Regions from separate parts of the Mus musculus genome. Here regions 1, 3 and 4 are each linked to region 2. Evidence: chromatin contacts called from public promoter capture Hi-C data. All regions are on one chromosome and are shown on one strand. Each heading gives the region's core, a stretch centred on a gene start, on an enhancer-like site or on the middle of the called end of the contact. The rest is flanking DNA. Distances are from core to core; before and after follow the strand shown.

Region 1 (3,030 bases), core at 353-2,852, 1.1 Mb before region 2:
AAATATTCTACAGATAAACATTTCTTTAAAAAGAACTAGTTAGCCGGGCGTGGTGGTGCATGCCTTTAATCCCAGCACTTGGGAGGCAGAGGCAGGGGGATTTCTGAGTTCGAGGCCAGCCTGGTCTAAAGAGTGAGTTCCAGGACAGCCAGGGCTATACAGAGAAACCCTGTCTGGAAAAACAACAACAAAAAAAAAAAAAAAAAAAAAACAAAAACAAAAAGAACTAGTTTTACCTTTTATCCATCATATGTAACACAGTCATGTTTTATATATTTTCTGTAGCACTGAATTCTGTTGCCTCATCTCAGTTATTTGGAGAATGGTTAGGTACTTCATAGGGTAGACAACAAGCATGGTTTTCTGAGACAAACTTACTTGTTCGGATAAAAGAAACATTGTTGTTGTTTCAAGAAAAAGAACTTGTTACAATTTTCTACATAGCAACGTAGTTGTCTCTCCCGATTTTTTAAATGACTCATCGCTGTTGCAAGAAACTCTTGTGTAAAAAGGTTTCCAAGGGGAAAAAAAATTGATTTTAGCTAGAGTATTCATTTCGGCAACTTTTCTGGATAAATTGTATTCTCTAAAAATTCTAACACAACTTTCTCTTTGGAATATTCAAAAACATTTCGTAGCTAAGATTGGAAAAAGGCTTAAGCACACAGAATTTTCACTTAACCTCTTTTTCTTTTTCGTTTTTTAATCTTCATATAGGGATTTTCTAAGGTTATCTTAAAATTTGTCTGGGAATGGTGCTAGACGACTATAATCCCAGCATTGGACAGAGGGGCTCTGAGGCCGGAGAATAGCTGTGTGCTTCAGACTAGCCAGGATTACTTATCGAGACACTTTTTAAAACAACCATCAAATTATGCAACAACAACAAAAAACAAAAACAAAAAAACAAAAAAACGACAACCACAATTCGTGCTGGAGTTCGGCAAACTTTAACTCACAGCCACGTTTTTACCCCCAAGCACGCAGGCTCAAATTCATCTTGGAAGAATTCAAGGTAAAGTTTGCTCCATCGTGAATGCTTCATGGTCGAATCCATGACGATTCGAGATCAGGGAGTCGATGGTAGAGGTGTAGAAGGGTTAAGAGGTTACAAATCTTGTTACCCTGTTTCAACCTTGAATAAACCGAATTGCTGAAGGGTGGAGATCTGGAAAGCATTCCGAACATGCTTTCTAGACATTCTGAGTCGCGATTTCTACATCACCCAAGTCACTTAATTTTGGAAAGCAACATTAGCCTGGCTGATTTCGATAGTTTTTTATTTACACCCGGCATTGAGCAGACACTGCAGCCTACTGGACAAAGCTGGACGCCCTACGGGGTGGCCACAGGGCAGACTGATTTAACCACAGCTCTACAGGGAGCCTCACTGTCCGATCTATCCGCGGCCTTTCCCAGGACCGCGGACGGCGACCGCGGGTCCCAGCTCTCCGGTGCTGCTCCCGGCCCGCCGCTGGACGAAAGGAAAGAAACAGCCGCGGACCGGCCCCCGGCTGCGCATGCGCGGCGACGCCAACTCCGCTTCCTGAATTCTGGAGGAAGTGGCGTCGCGTTACTTCCGGCCTCCCTCTAGCTGCCATCTTGCGTCCCCGCGTGTGTGCGCCTTCTCTCAGCTGGTCTGCCCGAGACCCCCTGAGCGTGAACCTTAGTTCCCCGCGCGGCGCCATTTCCACTCCGACAAGGTACAGAAAAAAGGCCGTGGACGCCGGCGTGGGAGGAGACCGGGAGTTGGGGGTGGGGCGGGCGTTTCCCGGCAGGAGCGAGGCAGGGAGGGGACGGACGGAGCTGAGGAAAGCGATGCGACGGACGGGCGCTCCCACCCAGGCGGACTCTCGGGGGCGAGGGCGAGCCAGGGGCGGCTGGCCCGGGGCCGAAGCGACGCCCTCTCTCCCTCTCGGCGGAAGCCGAGGACGGGAGTCTCAGGTACCGCGAGGCCTGCGGAGAGTGGCCGGGCCGGGCAGGCCGTGGCGAGGCCTCGGCCCAGGCCGGGCAGGGCGGCGGGGAGCGGGGGATGCTCGGTCGCCGTGGGGCTGAGCCCGAGGCCGGGCCGGGCCGGGCGGGGGAGGGGCGAGGGGCCCTGTGCGCCCCGGCGAGCCTGGAGGGGTGAATTGGGGATCCAGGCCTCAGCCCGAGGGGGACGACGTTCTCCTGCGAGTGTAGCGGGAAATAACGAGCGTGGAATGCTGGAGGGGGGGCCCGGCCGTTCTTGTTCTTGGCTGAGGATTTTTTTTTTTCCTCTCTCTTTGTAGATGAAAGAAACAATCATGAACCAGGAGAAACTCGCCAAACTGCAGGCACAAGTGCGCATTGGTGGGAAAGTAAGTTTCTTTTTTTTTTTTCCTCCTTTCTTTTTCTCTCCTCTCTCTCTTCCAAAGTTCCGTTTGCATTTCTCACGTTGTTGGGTTTTTTGTTTTTTGTTTTTTTTGTTGTTGTTGTTGTTGTTTTTGGTTTGGTTGGTTGGTTTTTTGGGTTTTTTTTGTCACTTTGCTTGGCAGGGGACATTTCGCAAAGCTAGCAAATCCAAGGGAAATGAGACCAATACTAAGAGACAAGGAGGAGATAGATAGATAGATAGATAGTAGGGGTGAGGTCGGTCATCGAGTAGAGAAGAAAATAGCACTTAAAAACGGTGCCTTGCTTGCAAGAGGTTCAGGATTATGGCGCATATAAACAAATGTTACTGGATTTTATGAATGGGGGGGAAAGTATGTTCTCTGCCAAATCTTTGTGTACCGTGTACCCTTGACTTGTACAATGTTGGGGGTGGTTATTTTGTTACCTTTGAGTTGTCCTGAGATCCAACACATGTTTTGGTACATGCTAGAGGACCTCTCAACTCCCAAACTGCATTCCCACCCCATTTTTTTTAAAAGTAAGTTAACTGAAAGTATTGGCTTTTCCTGTTCTACTTAATGATTAGGTAATTTTATTATTATTATTATTATTATGAAGATCTTCTGCTCTTCTGCATTGCTTTCTGAACTAAATGCTCAACAGACTAATTGTCTT
Region 2 (3,050 bases), core at 3-2,502:
AGACTGCTATTACTGTGAACATCAAAAGGGCACCTAGTTCAGTGACTTCAGTTCACTTCCTGCTGCTTCCAGGCAGGACGTCTGCCTCCAACACTGGGAGCACCTCCATCTCTCTCCTGGTTAAGCCTGATCTCGATCCCACGAGCAAAGAAGCCAGGCAGACGTTCCCAAGCACTCACATTACTGACAACAACGGAGCCACACTATAAAGATGTTTACCAAAATAGCTCTTGGCCACGCCGTCCCCTCCAACACTTGCAACGGCTACTCTCAACACGCTGGACATGCCAGTGAGGACGACACCAAATTACAAGTCCAAGTCCACTGTTTCATCTCCACCCCGCCCACCAATTCCTACCTAGCCTTTGAAATTAATAATGTCATTCTAAAAGGCAAAAGCTTGCAGGAGAAGAAACTCGTTTTTCAGGAACCAGTTTTCATTCATTTGGCTGCAGTCAAGTGGCCGCAGGAGGAGGTCTGCGCATGGCCTCCACCGCCCCCCAAAGCCGGCTACGAGGCACCCTGGGGAACCGATCCCACGCGCTGGGCTTCCTGGAGACTGCTAGGAGCCGGGATATTATCCCCAACCTGGTTCCTCGCACCCACCGATACTTGCCCGGGCGTTACACCGCAGAGGGGAGGCAAGTTGCTCTCCCAGTGCCGTTCCCACTCCAGCGACTGTTCTGCCTCGAGAGCACCTCCTGGGCTTAAGCCTCAGCCAGGGTGGCGGGCGCCGGCTCGATGCTCCCAAGCACACCCCGCGGCCGACTCCCACCGCCCGAAACCCGGGCGCCCGCAACAGGTTTGGGGTTGCAGGGCAAACTTACAGTAGTGGCGGCTGGCCTCTGCACACAACCGGCTGCGGTTCTTGCCTCGGTCACCCGCAGGGAGCCGACGAAGGGCGTCTCTGTTCCAGGAAGCGGTGGCGATCGCCGGGGAGAAAGGAGCGCTGGGAAGGGAGGCGATAGCGTCCGGGGTAGTGGCTCCCGGGCTGGTTTCGGCAGGCAGCTGACCTCGGTCTCCGGATCTGCTGCTACGGACCTGGCGCCCCGGCCGGGCCAAGCGTCTGCCGGCGCGCGCCTAGCCAGGGGAGAGTGAGCCTGCGGCGGCCGCGCCGCGGAGGAAGGCGGTCTGCACGCAGGGGGAGGGAACGGGGTTGCGGCGTGAGCGCTGGCGGCCGCCTGGCGTCGGCTCCGGGTCTCTGCAGCGCCTCCGTCGCGCCGCTGGCTCTGAGGCTGCGGGAGCTGACTGCGCCGGGCCACCGTGCGCCGGCCTATAAGTTGCGCCCGGGAGGGGGCGCGTATGCAAAGAGACTCGCTAGGGGGAGGAGGGAGGAAGCGCGTCCACTACGCGGGCAGGAGCGGGAGGAGCTGGGGGGGGGGATGACGGGGGGGGCGGTTAGCCGGAGAGGAACTAGGGGAGTGGGGCGGGGAGCGAACGGAGACAAAGCGGACGCCCTCGCTCAGCAACGGGCAGCTGCAGCCCTCGGGGACCGGGAAGAAAATAAGTTTTAGAGGCTCGGAGGGTCTTCGCCTCCTCGGGTCAACCCCATTCAAGGCTAGGTCGGGGGCTGGGGCACCCAACTCAGGGGAAAGCAGCCCTAGGCGCTTTCCTGCGCTCGAGGGTGCCGGGATCCTAAGAATGCTCAGTGGAGTAGCCAAGGCCAAGCTGGGGATCCACCGCTCCCGCATGCACTCACTGGGTTAGACACCCCAGCGGCAGGCAGAGCCTAGTTCCCGCAGGAGCAAGGGAAGAAGCCTAGGTCTGGACCTCGGGGAACACTGCAGGTTGCGCAAGTGGACATTGGGTTACTTGCTGGCAAGAGGCCAGACTCCAAACTCTTGTGGGGGGCTTCCTTCTCCACCCCAAGTTGGTGAGGAAGCCGCGGCAGGACTCTGTCTCGCTCGGAGCTGGAGCCGCAGCAACCCCAGCTGGGTCCTGAGGGCCCACGTGTTTCGCAACCAATCGCCCAGGGCCGCTAGATTCAAAGCCAACTCCTCCAAGGAGCAGACACGCTGCCTCCTCCTGGTAGGGAAGATGTCTGTTACCTTCGGAGACTTGGCCTTTCCTGGGTTTGGTTGGTTGGTGGAGTCTGGAGTTCAGTCAAGAAATAGCGTGTCCCCCCCCCCCAAAAAAAACAACAACCATCACCCCACACACACACCTAAAGTCTCGAGGGCCTAGCAAAAGAAGGAACTCTATCCTAAATAAATAAATAAATAAATAAATAAATAAATAAATAAATAAACAAACGTGGCCACAACTGTTTATGACTCTCATTTTTGACTCTCTGTGCTGGGAGCTAAAACGACACTTTGAGTTGGCTCTTATTCGGCATTTGAGATATGTAGGGACGAATTGTATAGATTATTAGCCCAAACCCTTTATTGTGCAGGTGAGGAAAGAGAGGTCTTTGGCGATGTGAATTGCCTGGCTGGAGACCTGCAGGGCCTCAGTAGTGGCCAGGGAGTTTGCCCTATCCTCTTCATCTCCCCAACGCTTCGCCCCCAGTCTTCCTTTTCTTAAGACACCAGGCGTAGCAATGGTTTAAACCGGCGCAGGAGGCTCCACATGGCGCTTCCTGAGACCACAGACTGCTGAAACCCGCAGGGTTGGTCCTTTATCCCAGCTCCCTCTCTCTGGCTTCCTCTGCTATTGAGGCTGATAGATTTTGCTCATCGCAAAGAAAGACAGTGCCCTCTTAAGTCCTTTCTTAGCATTAACTCGTCAGCCTCACGACAGCCTTTTCAAATCTGTTTCCTATTTTAATTTTTGATAGCGTCTTGGCTCCATTTTGCTTTACAGAGCCAGGGAAAAAGCTCGAGGGATTCAAGGTAAGAACCAGGTGTGGAGGCCCCCAGGGGCAGCAAGGAGCCAGGCAGGCAGAATTCCGTTCCCAAGGAGAGAAAGATTACAACCAATAGAAAGCAAACGGATGGAAACGGAGTTCGCATCAGAGATAGGCTCTGACGAGAGGAAGATAGGAACAGGTCTCCGAGTCTTTTAAAAGCATATTTCTATGTCCTGTGGAGGCACCAAAGCCCACTACT
Region 3 (3,063 bases), core at 5-2,504, 1.1 Mb before region 2:
ACACTTCTAGAGCCTCCACCCAACTTTGGAGCATCCAGGGGCAATGCCCACGAATGCATATTTAACGAGTGTCCCAGATCACTGTTGTCCCCTGGAAAACAGGATTAGACAGGTAAGGCTCTAAAATTCATCGTCAGCAAAAAAGTCCCGGTTCCCAGCACATATAAGTATGAGAAGCCGATCCTGGAGGTACCCTCAGTCATTCACAGTAAAGAGAGAGCTGTCAGATGTGTTGGTGAGTCACTCAGCCAGGCTGAAGGAACTGGAAGAACAAGATAGGCCCGTTTTAATCAGAGGGAGGACTCCAGGGAACCCTGGAGTGTGGTGTGTTAAAGGATGGGTGGAAACTTACAGGGAGACAAAGGCTGAGGGCAGTGGGGTGCCGAAGAACAGCAGTTTTCTGAGGCTGAGGTGGGTGTGGGTAGGAGGTCTCAATGGAGGCAGCTGTATCTGAGGAGTGAGCTCTGCCCCTTCAATTCATAGGAAAGGCAATTTTGCCCACTTGGTATGTGAGTTGGTGGTGGCTCAGCTTCACAGCCTCAGAAGAATCAACTGGACACTCCTGGTGGCATGTCCTGACATAGGAGACTTGTATTAGTACACTTTACTTTGCTGCAATAAAGTGCTGGAGGGAGACGAACTGTGTGTTTATACACACACACACACACACACACACACACACACACACACACACGTTTAGCTATGGGGTTCAGGGGCATGGCATCAGCACTGGCCGAGCTCCAATGAGGACCTCATGACAAGACAGAGGTCACAACAGTGGGAGTGCATGTGAAAGGAAGAGAGCCCATCTTGAAGCAAAAATCCAGAGCCACTCAGACATCACCTTTATTTCTATAGCAACTTCCTCTTCTTATCAGAGCTCAGAGGGCCCATGTTTTCTTAACCCATCTCATGGACCAACCCTGAGTGTGCTAAGAACTTCACAGTTGACCTGAAGTCTCCCCAAACTCTCAGCTCCACCGCCACAGGAAACAAAGTCCCAGCCTGTGACCCTTTGGAGACAAATGAAATCCATACTGTAGCAGACATCAAGTTCATGTTGTATCTCTGTGGACACTGGCATTGTCCCATCAGAAAGAGACACGTGGAGATGAGAGGTGTAAAGGGTCAGTTATTGTGAACTCTTGTTAAGACAAGGAAGAAGGCTTCTTCCAAGACAACTACAGTAAGCAAAAAAGACAGACACCCACATATTACAGAGAGAAAGCTAACTGGGAACTGAGCTGAGTGTGTGATGCCAGCAAGCAGAGGGGGGGGGCAGTCAATATGACATGGCAAAACAGCAGATGGGACCAGCGGGTAAATTGTCAGTAACCGGTTTATGTAAGTTTTTTGTGCTGAAACTGAGCTTAGCAGGTGTAGCAGCATGAATGAGAATGGCCCCCAGAGGCTCATATGTTTGCAGGTTTGCTCCCCAGTTGGTGGAACTAAGTGAGAAGGATTAGGAGGCGTGGCCTTGTTGGAGGAGGCGTGGCCTTGTTGGAGGAGGCATGGCCTTGTTGGAGGAGGCGTGGCCTTGTTGGAGGAAGTACATCACTGGGGCTGTCACTGGCTTTTGTTCCCAGTTAGCTTTCTCTCTGCTTCGTGCTTGTGATGAGGTGTAAGCTCTCTGCTCCGGTGCCATGCCTTCCTTCCCTAAGTTGCCTTGGCCATGGTGTCTCTCCACATAGACCAATATCTAAGAGTGCAGGCAGAGGCCAAGGAAGTGGGCCTAGTTACAGAATCAGGTGAGCCTGACTGTGGTGGCTTAAAGAGAAAGTCTTTGTCAGAGACTGAGACCTCCTCCAGTGTAAGTCAACCCCAAGTTAGTGAGAATGAGTATCTGTCAATCTACAAAGCCTTAGGGATAAAACACCCCCATTAGGTGAATGTGCAAACTGGACTTAGGCTTGTCTGGCTCAACAGTGATATAATAATAGAAAGATGGTCACAACCACACTCCTTTCATTGAGTACTTACTGTATGCCAGTAACTTTTCGTACACTATTTCAAATCCCTAAAACAGCCTTGCCAAGATGGATCCCTAGCTTTATTGTTGAAGAGAGGAAACCATGACTTTAAAAACACCATGAGAAACAGAAGTTTGATTCAGATATTTGATTTTAAAGCTCCATTTCTTTTCACTGTGTTATAAATCTTCTATGTAAATATTTTACTTGTTTGTTTGTTTGTTTGTTTGTTTATATTGGTTTTGTGGAGACAGGCTTTCCTGTGTAGACCTGGCTGTCATGGTCTATTCACTCTATAGGCCAGGTTGGCCTCAAACTCAGAGATCCGACTGCCTCCGCCTGTGTTGCAGAGTGCTGGGATTAAAGGTGTGCACCACCACTATCTGGCTACATGAAGGTAAATGGTATCATTCATAAGATAAATGAGCAGATGAATAGATAACTAAAGTGGATTTCCAAATTAAAGGACTCCATCTTCTCAAGGATCATGTAAAACTGTATTTAATTAGTTAATTAATTAATTAATTAATATAAGCAGGGTCTCACTATGTAGCCCTGGCTTACCTGAAACTAGCTCTGTTCTGTAGACCAGGCTGTCCTTAAATTCCCAGATATCTGCCTGCCTCGACTTCCTAGCACTGGAATTAAAGGTGTGTGCACCAGTCCGTTTGTCTGTCTGTTTACTGTGGCTGGGATGTTTATTAGGAACGGTTGCTTGACACTAAGATTCTTGTCTCTTACAGCAAGGCAGGTAAACAGTGGACAGCTGAGGACTTGGGGTCCCTGGGATGAGGACAACAGCAGTGTGCCAGTGTCCTGGAGTCACTGGTCAAGGTGATGAAAGGAGAGAAAGCTTGTCACACAGACACGCCCCTTCCCTGTCTCAGCCTGGAGCCTGTGGTGACAGGCTGTTCCCAGAAATGCACCTTTGACTTGAGTGGCCAGAAACATTAAGAGCTAACTCAAATTTGGCTCCAACTCTAGCGAAAAAGGATAAGCAGAATCTTTCTAAACTGGGAAAGAGCTCAGGATTCTTTCTCTTGCTTTTCCAGCTCATCAAAGCTAAGCCTTTCAACTCCAGAACTCTGCCTTG
Region 4 (2,962 bases), core at 114-2,613, 1.0 Mb before region 2:
GAACAGAAAGTTAGTTTATAGCACTCAATGGGAACTGTTTCTAAGGAAAGAACAATTTCTTCTAGGCACGTGTGGGTTGAGCCGCAACTCCACCCCCTCTCCTCCCCAGTTCTCCCAGGGGATGTCCAGTGCTATTCTCTTGAAAACTTCCTTTCAAGCTCCCATTAAAGGGGGAAAAAACTGCCAGATGGAGATCTTTTTTCTTTTGACACGAGGTCTTACTTATTTTGTAGCCTCGACTCTGACTCCGGAGTGCTGGGATTAAAGGTGTGTACCACCTCCCTCACCTGGTTTAAGATCACTCTTAGGAGCCACCGCACACAAAACCTACCTAGTGCCTCATATTTTCTGATCTTAATTTGGACAATTTTTTTTTTTACAGTTTCTTTCCCATATTTTCTAATTGGGTCTGATAATTTATTTTCAACACCAACTAATTCGATGTGCTAGACATGCAAATCACGAGTTTCCCGAGACTCAATCCTTCCTAAAATGGGGTTAAAATAGTCACCTCTTTGCGGACCCCTATAGAACAATAGGTTTCAATAGACGGAATTACCAGTCTTTGACCAGAGAACAGGAAAGGAAAAGGGAACGGTTATCTAGACTGGATTACAGAGATAAGCAAAGACTGTTGATTCGCCAAGACTTGAAGCACAAGGGAGGGAAAAAACGAAATGACAGAGATGGTGAGAAAGAGTTAAGAAAGAAAGGGTGGGTAGGCTCGCCAGCCAGACGCCTGGGAAGGGAGAGTATAATGCAAGCAGGGGGCACAGTCCCCAATGGAAGCTAATCACAGAGGCTTCGGGTTCTTCCTAATTCTTGAAATTGTCCTACAGTGGGGGCAAAGGTGCTATAAAAAACGAAAGGCGTCTCACGGGCGACAGGTGTCCGGGCGGGCGTTCCCGCTCTACGGCCGCGGGGTGACACCCGCTCCCGCTCCGACGCGGCGAGCGGATCCGGGGACAGGGGCCGGTCAGGCGGGTGGTACACGCGCCCTGAGCTCAGCGGGAGAGCGGCTCTGGCCTGGCCTAGCCAGATCGGTCCCGAGCCCCGGGCCTGCTTCGGGCCCAGACGTCACTTCCTATCTTTTATCTCCTCTGGAAAAAGCCCAGAGCGTTCGGTGAAGGCGAGACGACTCCCAGGGATCGCTTCTTGTTTCCCTAGCGCCCCGTAGCCCATCCTCTCGGAGAACCATGGATCGCCTCAGTTCCGGGTCATTGGAGAGCGGCCCGGGGCCCCGCCCAGGGCCCCGCCCACCAGGGCGCTTTCTTGTAGTTCTTTGGGTCGTAAACCTTCTGCGCCTGCGCTGCACGTCATCTTCCCGCGACGCGCCTCTGCGCCTCCGCGTTTCCGGCTCCTGGACTGTCCGCGTGATTTTGAGCGAGTGCTGCAGAGCGGTATGCTGTAGGGAGCTGGCGAAGTCTGGGGAGTCGTCCTGGGGATCGGTGCCTCGGTGGACCCTCGGGGCCCCGCGGAGGTAGGCGATGGCGGCTCCCGGTGGCGGCCCAGGCTCTGCTCAGTCCTCACTGTGATCTCTGACATCCTGGACGTCTGTTCTGGGGCTTCCCCCGGAGATCACTGAACTTATCTGCCTCCGCGATTTAATTTTGACCCAGGCTTTGCTCCTCTGTAGTCGCTCTCCTAGCCACCTCTGTCAGTCCCTGGAGCAATCTCTTCTCCAAGGCCAAGGACAGAATTCTGTTTTAGTGATTTGAGGATGGCTGGGTATTCGTCCCTCTCTGCACCTCCGCTCTGCTTCTTTTGTGCCCATCGTGCCACATTATGCTTAGAGACCCCGCTGAAATGACATTATGTCCAGGTAGAATTAAACATCTCCCTCTTACATGTTCTCAGTACCCTTCAGGGTTTATTTGATCACACCTTGTGTCGTAATGCCTGTTATTCCGTGAATCCCAGTTTCTTAGGTCCTGACTTGGTCCAGTGATTTTCCTAACATTCGTTTTCATAGCATCTCATTGCTTGTTCTGTCTTCCCTTGCACGTCCCCGCCAATGCTGTTCTTCATTTGTGTAACTTAGCAAGCCAGCGCTACTTCTCACTTCTTTCCTCGAAAACCTTTCATTTCTTGAAAAATAGACTTAGGAGGTACTATTCCTGGGACAGATCTATTCCGGTGCCTGTTTTTATCTAGTGAGCCAATAATGGTTTTTGCAGATAAACATACTGTCTTATGTACAGTGATTTGGCTTGAAACTAAATGAAATAGGCCTTGACCTCAAAGAATTGTATTTCCTTTCAACAACAACAAATGCGTTTGTGAGTACTAGTGAAAAAATTTCTTGCCATGTCATTAACTATAGAATATCTTCTGCTTTGTCGGTTGGTTGGCCAGACCTAAAATATTTACCATCTGGCCCTTGATAGTGTTTGAGAACACCTGTTGGAAGGCAGAGAGGGATTTCTGAGGGACAGAATGACTTCCTGTGCTGACCTTAAATAGGAAGTACGTAGTGAAAGGGCATTCCTGGTATGTTAAAGCAAAAGTGAGTGTGAAGTGAATGAACCTTGGTTTGCTCTGCTTCATCAAAATAGCAATTAGAATAAGTTAAACTGATTGCTTTGGTGCTGCTGATGTCGGCTGTGCAGGCTTTTCAGAGTGGACAGAGAGTATCGTCGATATAATCGTCCATCTGATACTCCCGACTGTCTTCAGTTGAATGCTTCTCGTGTTAAGAACTTAGATTCTTCTTCTCCTTCTTTTTTTCTTCTTCTGTCACTTTTAAGTTTCCTCTGTTTAGGTTTTCTTTCCTACAGTTTGAACCTTTCACGTTTAATTTTATGTCTGATGCCAGCACATTATCTCTAATTTCATCTTAAGCCTCTACACTTAAAGATTAACTTTGTTTTCCTTGCTTCTTTTGTCTTTTAGGAAGTCAGGTCAGTCTGTTGTGTTTCTAGTTCTGTATTCTTTCCTTTGACAAGAAAGTGAATGTTCCAGC

The links. Promoter capture Hi-C pulls out the DNA fragments that hold promoters and counts their contacts.
Region 1: a promoter capture Hi-C map of pre-B cells shows a contact between it and region 2, with 8 times the contacts expected there. The contact joins the promoter of Btf3 here to the promoter of Enc1 in region 2. A contact is called at or near these places in 2 of 39 promoter capture datasets (hippocampal neurons and pre-B cells), 2 of 115 datasets of contacts at active chromatin or transcription factors (astrocytes and large pre-B cells) and 1 of 9 other capture datasets (liver).
Region 3: a contact with region 2 is called in a promoter capture Hi-C map of hippocampal neurons, with 5 times the contacts expected there. The contact joins the enhancer-like site here to the promoter of Enc1 in region 2. A contact is called at or near these places in 2 of 39 promoter capture datasets (hippocampal neurons and liver) and 2 of 115 datasets of contacts at active chromatin or transcription factors (astrocytes and pancreatic cancer cells).
Region 4: a promoter capture Hi-C map of pre-B cells shows a contact between it and region 2, with 4 times the contacts expected there. The contact joins the promoter of Utp15 here to the promoter of Enc1 in region 2. A contact is called at or near these places in 7 of 39 promoter capture datasets (3T3-L1-derived adipocytes, the C10 cell line, embryonic stem cells and 2 more), 1 of 15 datasets of contacts at CTCF or cohesin (large pre-B cells), 2 of 484 Hi-C or Micro-C datasets (cerebral cortex and embryonic stem cells), 17 of 115 datasets of contacts at active chromatin or transcription factors (the NIH/3T3 cell line, bone marrow-derived macrophages, differentiating embryonic stem cells and 13 more) and 1 of 9 other capture datasets (liver).

What each region holds. Positions count from the first base shown.
Region 1 is chr13:98,315,539-98,318,568 of GRCm38.p6, reverse strand. It overlaps Btf3 (basic transcription factor 3), which reads left to right and starts at 1,602. Exons shown (of 6, transcript NM_145455.3): 1 at 1,602-1,944; 2 at 2,271-2,339. The coding sequence starts at 1,819. It overlaps Gm9828 (predicted gene 9828), which reads right to left and starts at 1,453. Exons shown (of 4, transcript NR_137279.1): 1 at 960-1,453.
Region 2 is chr13:97,239,307-97,242,356 of GRCm38.p6, reverse strand. Enc1 (ectodermal-neural cortex 1) reads right to left here and starts at 1,252. Exons shown (of 3, transcript NM_007930.4): 1 at 828-1,252.
Region 3 is chr13:98,293,487-98,296,549 of GRCm38.p6, reverse strand. All of the region lies in intron 3 of Gm21976 (low-density lipoprotein receptor class A domain-containing protein 1), which reads right to left. Among named protein-coding and RNA genes, the nearest start is that of Gm21976, 15 kb to the right of the region's middle. Within about 2 kb of position 1,254, at least 22 of the 459 cell types and tissues checked have an H3K27ac peak or open chromatin away from gene starts, as enhancers often do. A contact at or near this core is called in hippocampal neurons, where this site is marked.
Region 4 is chr13:98,261,393-98,264,354 of GRCm38.p6, reverse strand. Utp15 (UTP15 small subunit processome component) reads left to right here and starts at 1,363. Exons shown (of 13, transcript NM_178918.3): 1 at 1,363-1,480. It overlaps Ankra2 (ankyrin repeat, family A (RFXANK-like), 2), which reads right to left and starts at 1,279. Exons shown (of 8, transcript NM_001271388.1): 1 at 879-1,279.